Linked DNA regions of Mus musculus: region 2 is linked to region 1. A link is a contact called in public Micro-C data. All regions are on one chromosome and are shown on one strand. The core of a region is the stretch at or near the end of the contact, and the rest is flanking DNA. Distances in the headings are between cores, read along the strand shown. Region 1 holds the start of Nkx6-1 (NK6 homeobox 1). Region 2 holds the start of Gfi1 (growth factor independent 1 transcription repressor).

The links. Hi-C and Micro-C count contacts between places; a contact is called where the count stands out from the background.
Region 2: a contact with region 1 is called in a Micro-C map of embryonic stem cells, with 20 times the contacts expected there. The contact joins the promoter of Gfi1 here to the promoter of Nkx6-1 in region 1. A contact is called at or near these places in 4 of 484 Hi-C or Micro-C datasets (cerebellum and embryonic stem cells).

Annotation. Positions count from the first base shown.
Region 1 is chr5:101,660,616-101,667,767 of GRCm38.p6, forward strand. It overlaps Nkx6-1 (NK6 homeobox 1), which reads right to left and starts at 4,096. Exons shown (of 3, transcript NM_144955.2): 1 at 2,947-4,096; 2 at 1,219-1,391. The coding sequence starts at 3,619.
Region 2 is chr5:107,720,355-107,727,464 of GRCm38.p6, forward strand. It overlaps Gfi1 (growth factor independent 1 transcription repressor), which reads right to left and starts at 3,989. Exons shown (of 6, transcript NM_010278.2): 1 at 3,370-3,989; 2 at 2,869-3,054; 3 at 1,022-1,509; 4 at 766-903. The coding sequence starts at 3,484. RefSeq lists promoters at 3,620-4,008, 5,405-6,822, 5,576-5,810.

The DNA.
Region 1 (7,152 bases), core at 2,846-5,345:
TCTGTTATGTATTTTTCCCGAAAATCAGAATTGTTAAGAAAGTGATTTTCTTTATATTGCTATAATAATTCACTTCTAGCCATACGGACATATTTATGGTGACAAATGAACACCCTCAGATTAAGGTGGTAGGCTCTCTAGCCACCCACTGCAAAAATAATTTTGAATGTGATGGTTTTCTAATGGCCACATGAAAAGTCTCAGCTGAAATATATTGTGTGCCACTTGGCTAGCAAGAAAGTAAACCTGCAGTGGAAGATTTAATGATATCGCTCCTTAATGAGCAACAATATAACTAAAGAAAGCAGACACCCCCCCCCATGCACATCCAGAGAGAGAGAGAGAGAGAGAGAGAGGGGGAGGGAGAGAGAGAGAGAGGACAAAAGAGACCAGAGAAAACTAGGAAACCAACATACTGAATTTACCCAGCCGGCTCAATATTATTTTCAGGGGCAGATTTCTAAAATCTGGTTCCCTAGAAATGCACTATACAACTCAATTATAAGCAGAGTGACATCTTAATTACAAATTGTTGTCATAAGCTGCAGTATCTTAATTTTGCGAATAAACTTGCTTTAAACGGAATTCAATCTTATTCAATACACTAATAATCTTGTCGGCTCATTTGCAAAATTACTATTCCAAACAATCATTTTTATCTGAGCCAAAAAGCAAGTTTTATCGCTGTTAAGTTCCACTGAATTCTTCTCTCTCTCTCTCTCTCTCTCTCTCTCTCTCTCTCTCTCTCTCTCTCTCTCTCTCATCTACAAATCACTATAGAAGCGCTGTACTGCTGATCCCCGATAAGAAATTTTATATCTAACTAGGGCCTGAATTGACAAACAATGGCTTGAGTGTCTTTACAAATAAAGCAAACCGAGCTTTCTAATCGGCTCTATCTGTTCTCCGGGATATTCCTTAATGCTTTTATTCTCTGATAAAGGCGCGTTTTCCCAGCACAGGCTGCTGTCTAGATTAGCCTAATTTCTAAGGCGGGACTTGATATCTTTTGTTCACCAATAGTTTGCCTCCAAAAGACTCCAGGGCCTGGGCAACCCCCAACTCTCTCCCCGCTCCCCACTTCTCCCCAGGCTCCTCGGTGCGCACCCCCACCCATCTCAGCCCAATTTGTTAGTTTAGTAAGGGGAAAAATACTGACTCAGACGTTCGTGCACGTGCGAAGGAAGCCATCCCAGGAGGTGTCAAAGGTCCACTCACCTTGACCTGACTCTCCGTCATCCCCAGAGAATAGGCCAAGCGTGCTCTCTCTGGTCCTGCCAAGTACTTCGTTTGTTCGAAAGTCTTCTCCAGGGCGAAGATTTGCTGTCCAGAGAACGTGGGTCTGGTGTGTTTTCTCTTCCCATCTTTGTCCAACAAAATGGATCCTTGATCTGCGAGGACCGACAACAAGAGGAAGGAAGAAACAACTCGTTACCGTGCTCCACGGGAGGCGGGAGAGGGGAGCGAATTAGCAAAACTGTGCTTTGATAGCAAAAGAGCAACAATCCTTGATCTGTGTCCTGCGCCACCCCTGCGCTACCTTTTGCCAGCTACTTTTCTCCAACCAAGGTACGGTTGGTGTAGCAATAAATACTTTGTGCTTAACCATCGTGCCAATGGCTAGGGAGGCCACTGCTAAAGAGTACAGGGCAGAAAGGGGACACCCTCCTACACTAAGCAGGAGAGCATGAGAAAGGCCACCCTCGCCTCCCCATGTCAGTCTCTGAGCAGATAAGTGGTTTGGTGTGAAGGTAAACTAACTTTTTAAATTTTATATTTTGTTTTGTTTTCCTTGGCCACTTCCCTAACCTGTGCTGAGCAATAAAGGGCTCCTTGTATTTTGAGCACTTTAGGACATAACTCTTAAAGTTTGAGGCCCTTACGGGCTGGAGAAGAGACCAGAGGAGACACAGGTCTGGCAATCCCTACAATCAAGGATACAATAGTGTCTCTCAGACATTTCAATAGCTCTGAGGAATCGCCTTCCCACATAGAGCCTGACATAGTTTCCCGTTAGTCAAGTTACTGCCGCTAAATCTCAGGCAAGGAGGTCCAGAGAACCTGGACTGACTTCAGGGACTTGGTCGTCAGCAAAGAACAGAGTTGAGCCGGGCCCTGGGCGCCACCTGGGGGGAGGGGGGAAGGAGCCTTCTATCTAGGAGCTGTGACCCACTAGCCAGAATTGTCTGTCCAGACCTTGGGACAGCTGAATTGACCCAGAGCGTTTGGAGGCTACATTTTACTGGTCTGTGTCCTGCACATGTATATTTCTCATCATGTCCTCTCTTGAGTTAGTCTGTTGAGTGTCAATGCCCCTTCAGTGACCAGGGCCCTGGGATTCAGGAGTAGGGAAGACCCGGGTCCATCAATGACAACAGCCTAGTTCTGGGAACCGCTGGCACAGGTCATTCTGGACAAGTGCACTGGGAGTGGGCGAGGGAGCTGGGAGAAAAGGTGAGCTGGAGACAACCAGGGAGGGTGTGTGCAAGCAAAAGTCTGCTTTTCTCGAGGAGGTAGATAGCCAGCTGCCTTGCCTACCCTCGCGGGTTTGCCGAAAACAAGGGTCAGACTACTGAAGGAACGGGCGAGCATGGCAGGAAGGAGCCAGAAAGGAAGGGGTGCGGAGGCCTTTTCCCGCTTTCCATCCATCTGACCCAGAGCTGGCCAGGTTCAAGAACAGCCCAGACAGAAGCTCGCTTGCTGCGCTGTGTTCTGTCCAGACGCATTCTCGTTGGTGGAGCCCAGGCCTGCATGAGCCTCGGCGAGCCCAGGAAAGCGCGAGTCCCTCGCTCGCCTGCAGGGGCCCAGCCAACGGCGTGCTGTCCCGGAACTTCCAAACTAGTGTGGCGGCCAGGAGACTGACCGCCCGCAGGGGCACTGTGTGCTTCACGACCCGAGAGCAGACTTAGAAGGCAGGGACCCACCCTCCCCTCCCATAGTACTCACGGGGGGTACAGGCAAGGCGCGCGTCCCTCCACGGCGGACTCTGCATCACTCCGGGCCAGAAGATGGGCGTCCGACCGGGCAGCTCGGCCAGGGGCTTGGGGTACCGGCCCACGGCGGCCACAGCCGCGGCGCTGGGGCTAAAGTAGAGCCCGGGCGGCGGTGGCGGAGGGCTCAGGCTGCTGAAGCGGGGCAGGCCGGCCAGCAGCCCAGCGGGCGACGAGGCGGCAGCGGCGGCAGCAGCAGCGGCGGCGGCGGCCGCCGCAGAGGCCGAGGTGGCGGAGGCGGACGAGGAGGAGGAGGAGGAAGACCCGGAGGGCGAGGCGGAGGGCAGGGCGGCCCCCGAGGCCACCGGCATAGAGGGCCGGCTCAGGATGTCGTTGATGCCGTGTGGGGTGGCCGCCGAAAGCTGCTGCGGGGGACTGCCCAGGGACGAGAGGCCCCCCGCGGCCGGGGGCTTCAAGCCGCCCGGGTTATGTGAGCCCAAAGGTGGGGAGGGCGACGAGGACGAGGAGGACGAGGACGAGGAGGAGGGGGGCCCGGTGGGCAGCGGGGGATAAGCGGCGGGGTAGAGCGGGGTCTTCATCTCGGCCATACTGTGCAGGGCGGCCAGGGGCGGGCTGCTGAGCAGGAACGCGCTCTGCCGAGGGCCCTCCATCGCCCCCACAGCTAACATCCCACAGCCAGACCCGAACCCGCAGCCACGCAGGTCGGTGGCCCCGCCGGGGCTCGGGAGAACCCGAGGTGCCGGGGGCGCGCGCAAGCGAAGTGTGGATCGGCCGCGGGCTCCGGGAGCTGCGCAGCAAAAATGTCCAAACGCCCCGCGGGAGGCGGCAGGGGCGAGGGCTGCGGGGGCGCGGGCGGGCTCAGCGCTTCCTCGGCTTCGGGAGTCCCGGATTCGATCCCAGGCGCTGGTCCCTCGTTCCCGGCTCAGAGCGCTCTGCTTCTCATCTTCTCCACCCCCGCGGGAAATCAGCAAGACGTACCCCGCAGCCGACCCAGAGAGTTTGCAACAAGGTTGGGAGGCGCGGAGCGTTCGCTTTGATGTAGGAGGGCGGGGGCCGGCTCGCTCGCCTGGGGGAGCTTCAAAGCGGGCGGCGTTCCGCCCGGTGCGCGCCTCTGATCTCGCTCGGACGCTCCGCTCTCCCGGCGGCCGCGCTGCTGAGTCGCACTCACCGCTCGCCCGGGGGACAGAGCACAAACGGCCGGCGCGGGTATCGCGCCCGCCACTGCCTCGGGCCCGGCGTTACTGCGCCAGAAAGGGCAGTCAGTGACACCGCTCCGGCGGCTGGGGACTTGGTGCGCCCACGAGCCTACTTCCCCTCCGAGCCACGCGGCGCCGGACTAGCCGGATCGAAAAGGATAAAAGAAAATAAACCTAAGTATGGAAAAAGTCTGACGGGCCGGTTCCGATCGTCCGTCCTCTTCTGCAAGCCGGCCGGGAGACCCCCCCCCGTCCCACCCCCTGGCGCCCTCTCTTCCTCTCACTCTCCGCCTTTCTCTTGCCTCTCTGGCATTTCTCCTTGGCTTTCCAGGCTTGGCTCTTCCAAGCCCTGTCCTCTGGCCAAACTGACCCTCTCGGCGGCTCTTCCCTTCTCTCCTCTCTCCCTCTGGGCCTGACAGTTCGGATGAAGCTCTCAAAGGTAATAAAATATTTGCACCCCTCCCTGCCTCTCTTTAGCTGGGGGACGCAAGGGAGGGGAGGTGGGGGGCCAAAATGAGAACTTTCGAGGACGTCATTCCGGGGCGGCTCGGCGGGGCGGGACTGAGGAGCGGGGCCCGGGTCCTGGGCGTAAACACCGCCTCCAATAGCGCTCAGCTTGGGCAAGGCGTCGCTCCTAGAACACGCCCACCTGGGAGCGCCACACCTTTTGATTGGCTGAGACTAGGGAGCCATAAGGACGCGCCCTCCTAGTCCCCGCCCCAGCTTCACTTGGGCGGAGCCAAGAGGGGAGGGGCCTGGCGAAAAGAGTGGTTCCAGTCTAGAGCCAGCGGCCGGCTCAACTAATCGTGCAAAATAAAATGGAAAGGAGAAGGAGGGAGCAGGGACGAAGAGGGCATTACTTTTTAAAGAGAGGAATAATGAAAATCCAGCCCTTCTATGGAAAAGCAGTTTAAGTGCGGCTCTTCCGCCCACGCCAGCTCGCGTCATCCTCCCCCAGCTCGCGCGCGGCGCCCACCTCCAACGGTGTCTGGACCCTTGCGAAAAGGGAGCTAATGGAGCAGGCAGGAGGCATATCCCAGGCCGACTTCCTTCTTTTGAAGGGATTAATTAAAGGCCCTCTGGGCTCTTCCAGAATCGTGTAAATTGATTTGTTGTTCCTTAAGCCCGTAGATGTTTTTAAACCCCTCGCAGGCCTAAGGGTCACCCTTCACCATCTTTCCGTCTCCTGCTCTTTTCTGTTCTTTCTCCGTTCTTGTCTTCGCTCTCCCACTCCCTAGATCATTATCACTTATGAGGGGGCTCAGTACTCTGGGGATGAAATCAGCTTAATGAGAATATTTATCTCCTGCGTGGTGTCTAAACCTAACAGAAATGAGATAATTATTTTTTTAAAATCCTCCCTCTATTATTATTAGTTGGATTTATGAGGCAGGATCACTAAAATTCACAGGACAACTTTAGATAGAGGAATACCTCGGGGGAAGACAGGTAACTGTTGGAAAGTCTGGTCAAGCTCTCAACTCGGGTAGTTGAGTAAACTAGAGACGACCGACTTCTAGGCTGACATTGGGAGCGATGGTCAAAAGGGCTTTGCTCCCTCTGGCCGATCTTTAAGGTCTGCTCAGGGTTGACCAAAACCAAGGAAAAAACCTCTTTGGTCGATCTTGAGAAATCGGGCAGTTGATACACCAGTGGGGGGGGGGGGGGCGGGAAGTGTCACAGCAGAGATTTGCATCATATTATTGAGTCCAAATTTAAGGTTCAGAAAACAGAAATAGGCGATAAATGACCCAGGAATTAAAACTGAGCAGCGCCAGGGAGTTTGACTCTGAATGTCAAGCAGGAGGCCTTAAACTGGTCGGTCCCCTTACTTCTCCAAAGCTTGAGTGTTGTCAACTTGAGGTTGAGTTTGACGTGTGAGAGTAAAGCCTAGGGGTTAATCATCGCCTGCTCCTTTCATTCGCTCAGAGTCGGGGGTGGGGAAGATGATATTTGTCTTCCTCTGGCTTTCCCATCTTTATTAACTTCAAGACTTGGTTATTGCCATCATTCCGTAGAGTTTAGATCTGACCCTGGAAAAGGTGGGGCTCTGCACGGGTGGGAGATATGCTAAGCGGCCTGCCAGTCTCTAGGCTCCGGGGAGAGCTAAAGTGGGTGCTGTCTGCGCTTCCACGCCAGCCCTCTGCTACCTAAACCCGAGAAGAGCAGCCAGCCAATTTCGTGAAGCGGACAGTGGCGGGCAAGCCCCGGCTCTGTTTCTGCCGCTGGAATTTCAATGCCTCTGGCTTCCTCACAAACTACTCTCACTCGGACCCAGCATTTCCTCCGTGGCACACGATCAGCCAGAGCTCGAATTTTGGGCCTCCTGCGATCTGCTCATGTCCACCGGGAAAGGGACTAGGTAGGAACCGAGAAAACCGAACCTAAGTGTATTGGAAGTTCTTTCCTCAAAAGTAGCTATCTTTGTAGTTACTGTAATGGGGAATGGGTTGGTAAATTGATCGGTTTTTTTTTCTATTGAGAATTTAGTATCTGGTATTGGGGAGGGGGTGTCAAAAAAGAAAATAGACCGGAGAGAGACAGACAGAGACACAGCGAAAGACAGAGAAGGACACACAGGGACAGAGAGACAGAGAAAGACAGAGAGATAGACAAAGAGAAAGACAGAGACACAGAGAAAGACAGAGAAAGTGGGGAAGGGGGAGGAGAGAGAGAGAGAGAGAGAGAGAGTCAACTCCAACTTAACTGTGCTCCGTAGTTACAAAGCTGGTTTTGAAATGAAGACATCTCATCCGTTGAGTCTCTGTCATTCATAATTCATAATTTAAATAGTATGATTCCCAATTCTAACAATAAAAAATGATGGGGACTGTGTACCTCGATCCTTAAGGGGTGTCTAAATTCTTCAGCGGCAGCGGCAATGGCAGCTTGTTTTCCGACTCATCCCACCCGCCTCTGAAGAAAGGCGGGTGCCTCTAGCCAGGTGCTGTCCGGGATCTGCCCCCAGGATCCCAGGAGTGTGAGCTGCTGGGCTCAGTCGGGAA
Region 2 (7,110 bases), core at 2,739-5,238, 6.1 Mb after region 1:
CTCTCTCTCTCTCTCTCTCTCTCTCTCTCTCTCTCTCTCTCTCTCTCTCCAACATCTACTGATCTCCCAGAGCCAGAAACCCTCTCCTCTCTCCCTCCACCCCATCATTCAACACCTACTGATTAACTACTAAAACACTTTACAGCCACAACCCTCCACACCCCAGGACAAAAGCGTAGCTCCGCCCTGCATTTTTGACACCCATTGACACCCTCCTCAGCAGGACCTCAGCCACTTAGATTGCCCCTCCTCCCCAGTCACTGTGGGGTTTGGACCAGATGGGCTGCTGTCACAGACACTTGTGTAGTATTTTGCTTATCTCCCTCTCTTTAATCCACCATACAGGACCTGCTGTGCTACAGGATTCTCAGGTGCCTAAAGCCTTAGATTTAGGCAAGTTATAAAGCAATGAATGAATGAATGAATGAATGACCAGCATTCGCTACTGGACGCTGCGCATGAACTGAGACCCTCCCTTGCCAGTCAGGAAGGATGAAGGGAACATAAACAGTAAAGTCAGTGCATTAGCAGCAAATGTCAACAAATCTCCAACAGAATTCCACTGCTGGAGACTCACAGCGGTGCGACACTGCAATCTAAGATTGCAGCACACTCCAGGACTTCTGTCACCCAGGTTTCTCTGCACCCCCAAATAGGAGCAAGCAGAGGGGGCACCGGGAGGCAGTGGGAAAATGGCTGGTGCCGATTCGGAGGACAAGCTGAAAGGTCCCCAGTGCAGCGTCAGGCCGCCAGCGCCGATCTTACCTGGGAGTGCACTGCCTTGTGTTGCTCCAGGCTCACCGCGTGCCCGAAGGTCTTGCCGCACATCTCGCACGCAAAGGGTCTTGTGCCGCTGTGGGACCGGCGCACGTGCACCTCCAGCCCGTGCGGTGTGGAGAACACCTGAGGGCGAGTGGGGGGCCAGGGAGAAGGCCGCTGAGGGGGGTCGCGGGGTGCGCATGCTGGAGGGTCACGGACTGGGGACACAGGGCTGATGAGGCCAGGCGCGCGCGAGCCTCACCTTGCTGCATTTGATGCATTTGTAGGAGCCGCCGCCCAGCAGCAGACGGGTGCAAAGCAGCTCCGACTCCACCTTGACGCCCACGCTCTTGTCCGCGTGCAGCTCGTGGCCATGATCTTGGTACAGCCGGCCTGCTGCTGTGCTCGGCCGCTCGTACAGCCCGGCCGCCGCAGGCGCGAAGTCGCCGTAGAGCCCCAGGCCCGCAGCGCTGGTGGCGCCCCCGGCGACCCCGCAGCTCCCTGGCTGTCCCGCACCGGCTCCGCCCGCAGCCTGCTCGGGGCCGTAGCGCGCTGCCGGGCGGCCCGGCTCCGAGCCGCGCTCGCAGAAGAGGCTCAGGCCCGCGCTGCGCTCCAGCGCGCTGCACTGCCGATAGCTCTGCACCAGGTGCCGCAGGTCAGACCCAGCAAGACCGCTCCATGCATAGGGCTTGAAAGGCAGCGTGTAGGGCTGGGCTTCGTCCAGAGAGCGGCACAGTGACTTCTCCGACGCTGTGAAGGCACAGGAGGCCATTGAGTCAAGTTCGAGGCTGCTGGGCGGAGCCCGCAGTGCACCATCACTATTGTCAGGCGCCCTAGCTGATTAGAAAGCCAAGTACCCCCGACACCCGGGGTGAAACTCAGGTAGGCCCGCGGGGCTTCCAGGACCAGTGACAGAGCAGTAAAGTGATACTTAAAATGATACAGGTTGAAGAGGTGGGTAAATTCGTTTTGATGGTTCTCTGGCTGGACCCCACCCACCCCCAGTCCCCAGAACCTGCTAGAAAGATTGAGACAGACAGGAGAACTTAGGTCTAGGGTCCTGACTCCTTTCAAGTACTCCTCTACTCAATTCCTTTCTCTTTGCAATAGATTAGGAAGAACGGAGAAGGCCGATCCACGTTGAGTCCAGGTTATCTAGGAGTATCAGACTAAACAAACTGGAATGTCCCCAAGATTTCTCAAAGCTATGACGCAAGGGGCAGCAGACAAGGGCGCGAAGTATGCCCATCCCTGATAAATTTCTGATGAAAAATTACAGTTAAAAATTACACTACCTTCAGAAGAACTCCTCTCCCTTCACACACGTGAATTTTGCTAAAATTGGATATTGAATGAATGCAAGTAAATGCACACTCCATTCTGGGCGGACCTGTCCCATAGCAGCTTGGTCACACAGCTAGGAAGAACCAACCCTCTGCTTGTGGGGGTGAATGAGCTAATAGTGTGAAAGGGAAATAGCCTGCTCTTAGTAGAATTTGGATTGGTCTCCTTTCTACTTCTGCTGTGACCCGAGATATCCCCCCCCACCTCCACCCCCACCCCACCCCCACCCCACCCCCATCAACTCTAGTCAATTGCTCCCTGGAAATGAGCCCGAGCATGCTGGTGCCCCTGCCTGGGCCCTCTTAGCAGAAGGGGAGAAAATGAAACTTTTGAAGACAGAGCCAGCGAGCTGAGATTTTCAGCAGCAGCCTTGCACTCCAGTGTGGTGCCCAGCTCTGTACCGCTCAGACTGCCCAGGTCTCTTGTTTGAAGTATTCAGGTCTGGGTCCTGGATTCTGGGATCTGACAATTTCTAAACAATGAATTCTGGACATAAAAGAAATGCCAGCCAGAGAAGGACCAGTTCGTTTGACCTCGCCTGTTAGTTCCAGGCAAACGAATTAAGGGCCAGCCTGGAGCTAAGGGACTTAGAAGGAGGCAGAGGACACTTTGGGCAAGGTGTCCAGCACAAAAGCTGGATGCCTCCCCTGAACCCTGTTCCCTTAGGAGCCAGATCCCTAGGCCGACCCTCTGCATCCCTTGTGCGGGCTTCCCTCCGTGCTGCGACTCCAGAACTCTGCCACAAGACCTCGAATCAAGGCTTACCTGGAGACACGGAGGGAGAAGGGGGCCTCCAAAAGTCCTCGAACTCGGAGCAGGGGTCACAAACGCTGCCTTCGCAGCTGTTGGGGGACGCGGAGGCCCTGTCGGGAGCCTCGGTAAGCTGAGAGTCGGGGGACAAACGCTCTCGGGGCTCCATTTTCGACTCGCCTGCACTCACAGCGCCGCCCTCTGCGGAAAAGATTCAGGAGAGAAATAAACCTAAACCTGGCCGAACTGAAGTGGTTCCACCGTGGCGCCCGTGTCCTCCTCTGTCCACTCTGACCCAACCGGGAGCCCTCCCTCCCGAATTCAAGAGCCGACTGCGAGCGCCAGGGGCATCTCTGGCAAGCTCAGCAAATCTGAGCACCGGGAAACAAAAACAAAAACAAAAAAGCACCCGAGGGGCGTTAGGATAGCCTCCCCCGATTCCTAGGAAACGAGGTGGCTTGGAGCAGAGTCGGTGTCCTCGGCAGCTGCCCTACCCGGCCTCTGCGCGCTTCGCACCTGCTCTGCCCGGCGCAGGCACGGTCTCCAGGCGCAGGGAGTAGTCCGGCCCCGGAGAACGCGGCTGGTGATAGCTGTGCGCCTTCTTGCTCTTGACCAGGAATGAGCGCGGCATGGTGGTCAGCCGCTGGACGAATGTTTGGACCCTCGGATACTCTGAGTTCTGAGAGAAGGGGGAAAATTGGGTGGAAACGAGGGTCAGCACCGATGGCGGTTGTGGTAGGTTCCCAGGCCAAGGAAGAGTGTGGGCCAGGGAGGAGAGAGGGAAGCCGCGGGAGGAGGGGCCTGGACCCAGGCGCCACGCTCACCAGGTGGCACTCGGACAGGTGGCACGAATCCCGGCCTCCGCCGCCACTGCAACAGCTCAGTGGTAAAACCTGTCCCCAGGCTCTGGCTCTGGTCCCTTTGCTCTGCCCTGCCCACGCCTCAGCCCCTCCCCTTCCCTACCAAAGCTAGATCATCACTCTCCTGAGAGCAGTAGTCCACAACTGGTCCGTTATCCCAAGTCAACCCTGCAAGCCCACCTGCTCCCTTCTGGGTTGTGGCTCACGCCAGGGATGCGTGGCTTAGTTTAGCCAGTCAGGGGGCATCAGTGTTTGGGACCCGGAAGGGGCTTGGAGCCAAAACCTCCAGGAGCCCCGCGACGAACAGAAGCGAAAGAGGGGCGTACTAGGGACTGGTTTGCCTAGGGACTATGTGCTGCAGTGGCTGGAGCAGAAGTCAGGAAGCCAGAGGCACAGGAAAGTGAGGTGGGAGTGGCAAAGGACCAACACTTGTCCCAGGAGAAACGCCCACTGGAATAGTGGTGTGGCACCGGCCAGGACGGCGACCACTGAGAAACATTCCAGACCTGTAGGCCTTGCTTCAGAAACTAAGTCCCAGAAAGAATTATTTTCTGATCTGCTCACCAAAAATCTTGTCCTAGGGAAGTTGAGTTTAAACTGCGTGCTTACTGGCAAACACGCGGTGCCCAAATTTAATGAGTGCCAACGACTTCGCGGGCCAGCAAGATGAAACCGGAGCGCGCACGAGTGAGCAGTGGCCAGAAGGCCTGGCCAGGAGGCCAGGGTCCCTGAGCATGACCGAGAGCTGGCGTCGCTCTCTTTAACCCCCAATCAGTTCACCTAATCTCGGGTCGAAACCTGAGCCCTGCAGGAGGCGGGGCTGAGACTGCGTCCCAGCTCCTGGCCCGCTCCGGGGGCGACCCTAGGGAGGCCTAGGGTGAAACGAATCCGCCTGCCTCCAAGGTCCAAGGCAATAGAGGCTGAACGGCGGCGGCGGGCTCAAAGACTGGGGCACAGGCCGGCGCACGCCCCGGGTCTTTGGGCTTCGTGCAGTTCAGACTGAGGAACCCGAGCCTCTTCGCCACCCCCCCCCAGGAGCGCGTACAGAACACACCCTGTTGTACCCACTTAAAAGGAGCCCAAGGACTCCTGCTTCAGATTCCCAGTCATAATGTATAGTCACACGCCTTGGTCGGGTTTGGCTCCCAGAACCCAGGCTCCGGCGCTTTAATTTTCCCGCACTCCCTGTCTGTACAGCCAGACGCTCCAACCAGAGGACAATTCTTAAAGCAAGCATGAAGAGCAAGAAAACAGGGCAAGAGTTCTGGAGGCCTCGATGAGGTTCGGTCCTGCGATAGCCAAGAACGGGACCCGTGGGAAGCAGGGCTGTCTGGTCCCGCGCTGGGTCTGCGCGTCAGCACCACGCGGGACAGGGTAGACACAGAGGTGGCGTCCTCGCCCAGGCCACAAACCTACGCTTCGGAGGGCTTTGCTGGGTTCCGGGTAGGAGGGGTAAGGGGATGGCAAGGAGGCCCAGCGCGTGGGAAGGCAACCTCGTGCTGCAGCTGGCGTCCAGGGGGCGGGGCGGCACGCTCCTGGCACAGCGGCCCGCCAGGCTTCCCCTGGTCATCTGAGGCTGGAAATTCGGGAGCTGAAGGCAAGGCGCTCAGAAGGAGGCCTCCAGAAGCCCGCTGCCGCCACATGCCCACCAGATGTTTTCTTCCTGCGTGGATCCCACTCTGCTATCTAACCGCTAAACTGTGTGCCCCTCTATTCCAGATCTTTCGCTCCACCGCTTGGGTGGCTCCAGAACCCAGCAGCCGATGCTCTGCAGCAGGTGGGGACCCGCCTGCGCCCTCGGGACGTCCCCACAGTGTCAATGTACTCCTACCAGTCCTCGAGGCCACCCCCGCCTGAGCGGGAGGCACAGCAGTTCAGCAAACCTACCTTCGGGGTCAGGGCGCGGGCACCGAGCTCTGAGAGTGTGCAAACTGAATCTTGCTTTCGGGAGAGACTGATCTGTCTCTCTGACTTTTTTTTTTTTTTTTTTTTTAATCTCCTTCGGAGCTCAGCCCCCAAAACCACAAACTTCACTTCCTGAGCGTTAGAGGCGCTCACTAGCCTTCTCAACCCCAGCCCCATCCCCCAGTGGGACAGCGGGCCACGAGCCTCCTTTGCGCAAGGGGTCAGGAGGTGACAGGAAGGGGGTATCCTTGCCAACTCCTTGGGCACCCCTGAGCAGCCCCCAATTTGTTTGTCTGTGGGATCGCGGGGCTATCTATAGAGTCCCCGGGATGTCTGAGAAATCAGCACTAGAAATGACTAGAAAGAAAATCGAAGTATTCTTGGCTCCTGGAGACTTCCGCAGCGAGAAGTCACAGATTCAGGACACAGATTGACAGGAGCTGCGGGCGCTGGTAGCAGGCAGCTCGCACGGCTCCCGTGGGCACCCCAATCCTGTCGACTGTTTGGGCAGCATCGCCCCGATCGCGGCCGTGAATCACCGGACCCCGGTGCCACCGGCCTGGAGTCCGGCCACTGGCCACCGCGTCCGCAGAAAGAAACCTGCGCCTCGGGCCCCGAAATAACTTGTTGTGGAAACACTTGAGGATAAATACGCCCAACGAAGCTGAAAATACCTTGACACCCAATCCCAGAGGTTTGCTCATTTCCCTTCGGATTTAGGTAACGGTTAAATTTGGAAGAGGTGGGCGAGCGTCGAGCCCAGCGAACAAGGGCCGGGCTGGTGGCGCGTCCCGCGGGCGCCGGCGGCATCGGTGGGCGCGTCCTCCCCACCCGGCCCCCGCCTCGCGCTCGCTTCCGGTGGTCGGAGCTGGGAAATTAAAGGCGACTTCGGAGCTGCGGCTCAGCTGAGTCTTGCTTGGTCCAGGTTGGGGTGGGGTGGGAGGCGTGGCGCCTGGGGCTGCAGCAGGGTACTAGGCCATGTGGACTTTTGGAGTCATTGCAAAATGAAGGCTTCAGAATAATGCCCACCGTGGTCTTGCCCTCAATGGAGGCGTGGGATTAACACTATTGATGGCAGGGCGGGGAGAGGAGCTCAAACCTCACTCTTCTGCAAATAAAAAATCCAACCACTATTGTGCTGTGTGTCTGTGGGTGTGCACCCTCTCCTCGCAGGGGTGAAGCCATTGTCAGCACAGTCCTCTTCCAAATGAGTTGGGCTGGATTTTGAGCGTTATTTCGTGAACCAAAATTATGAAATGAGATCCTGGAGGACGGGTGATGCCCCGCAGATTACAAAAACATACATGTTCAAGTGTATTGCCTCGTTGATTCTGAAGAAAGAACCCCCGGGATTTGCACTCTTTCGCCACGCACCTGACAATGAACTAGCCCTGCAACTATTATAGTTTAGATTAGTCAAAATCGTTATAAGAAAAAGCCCTTTCTGTGGGGAAAAAAAGTCAGTGATATTTTTAACTGTAAAAAAAATCTG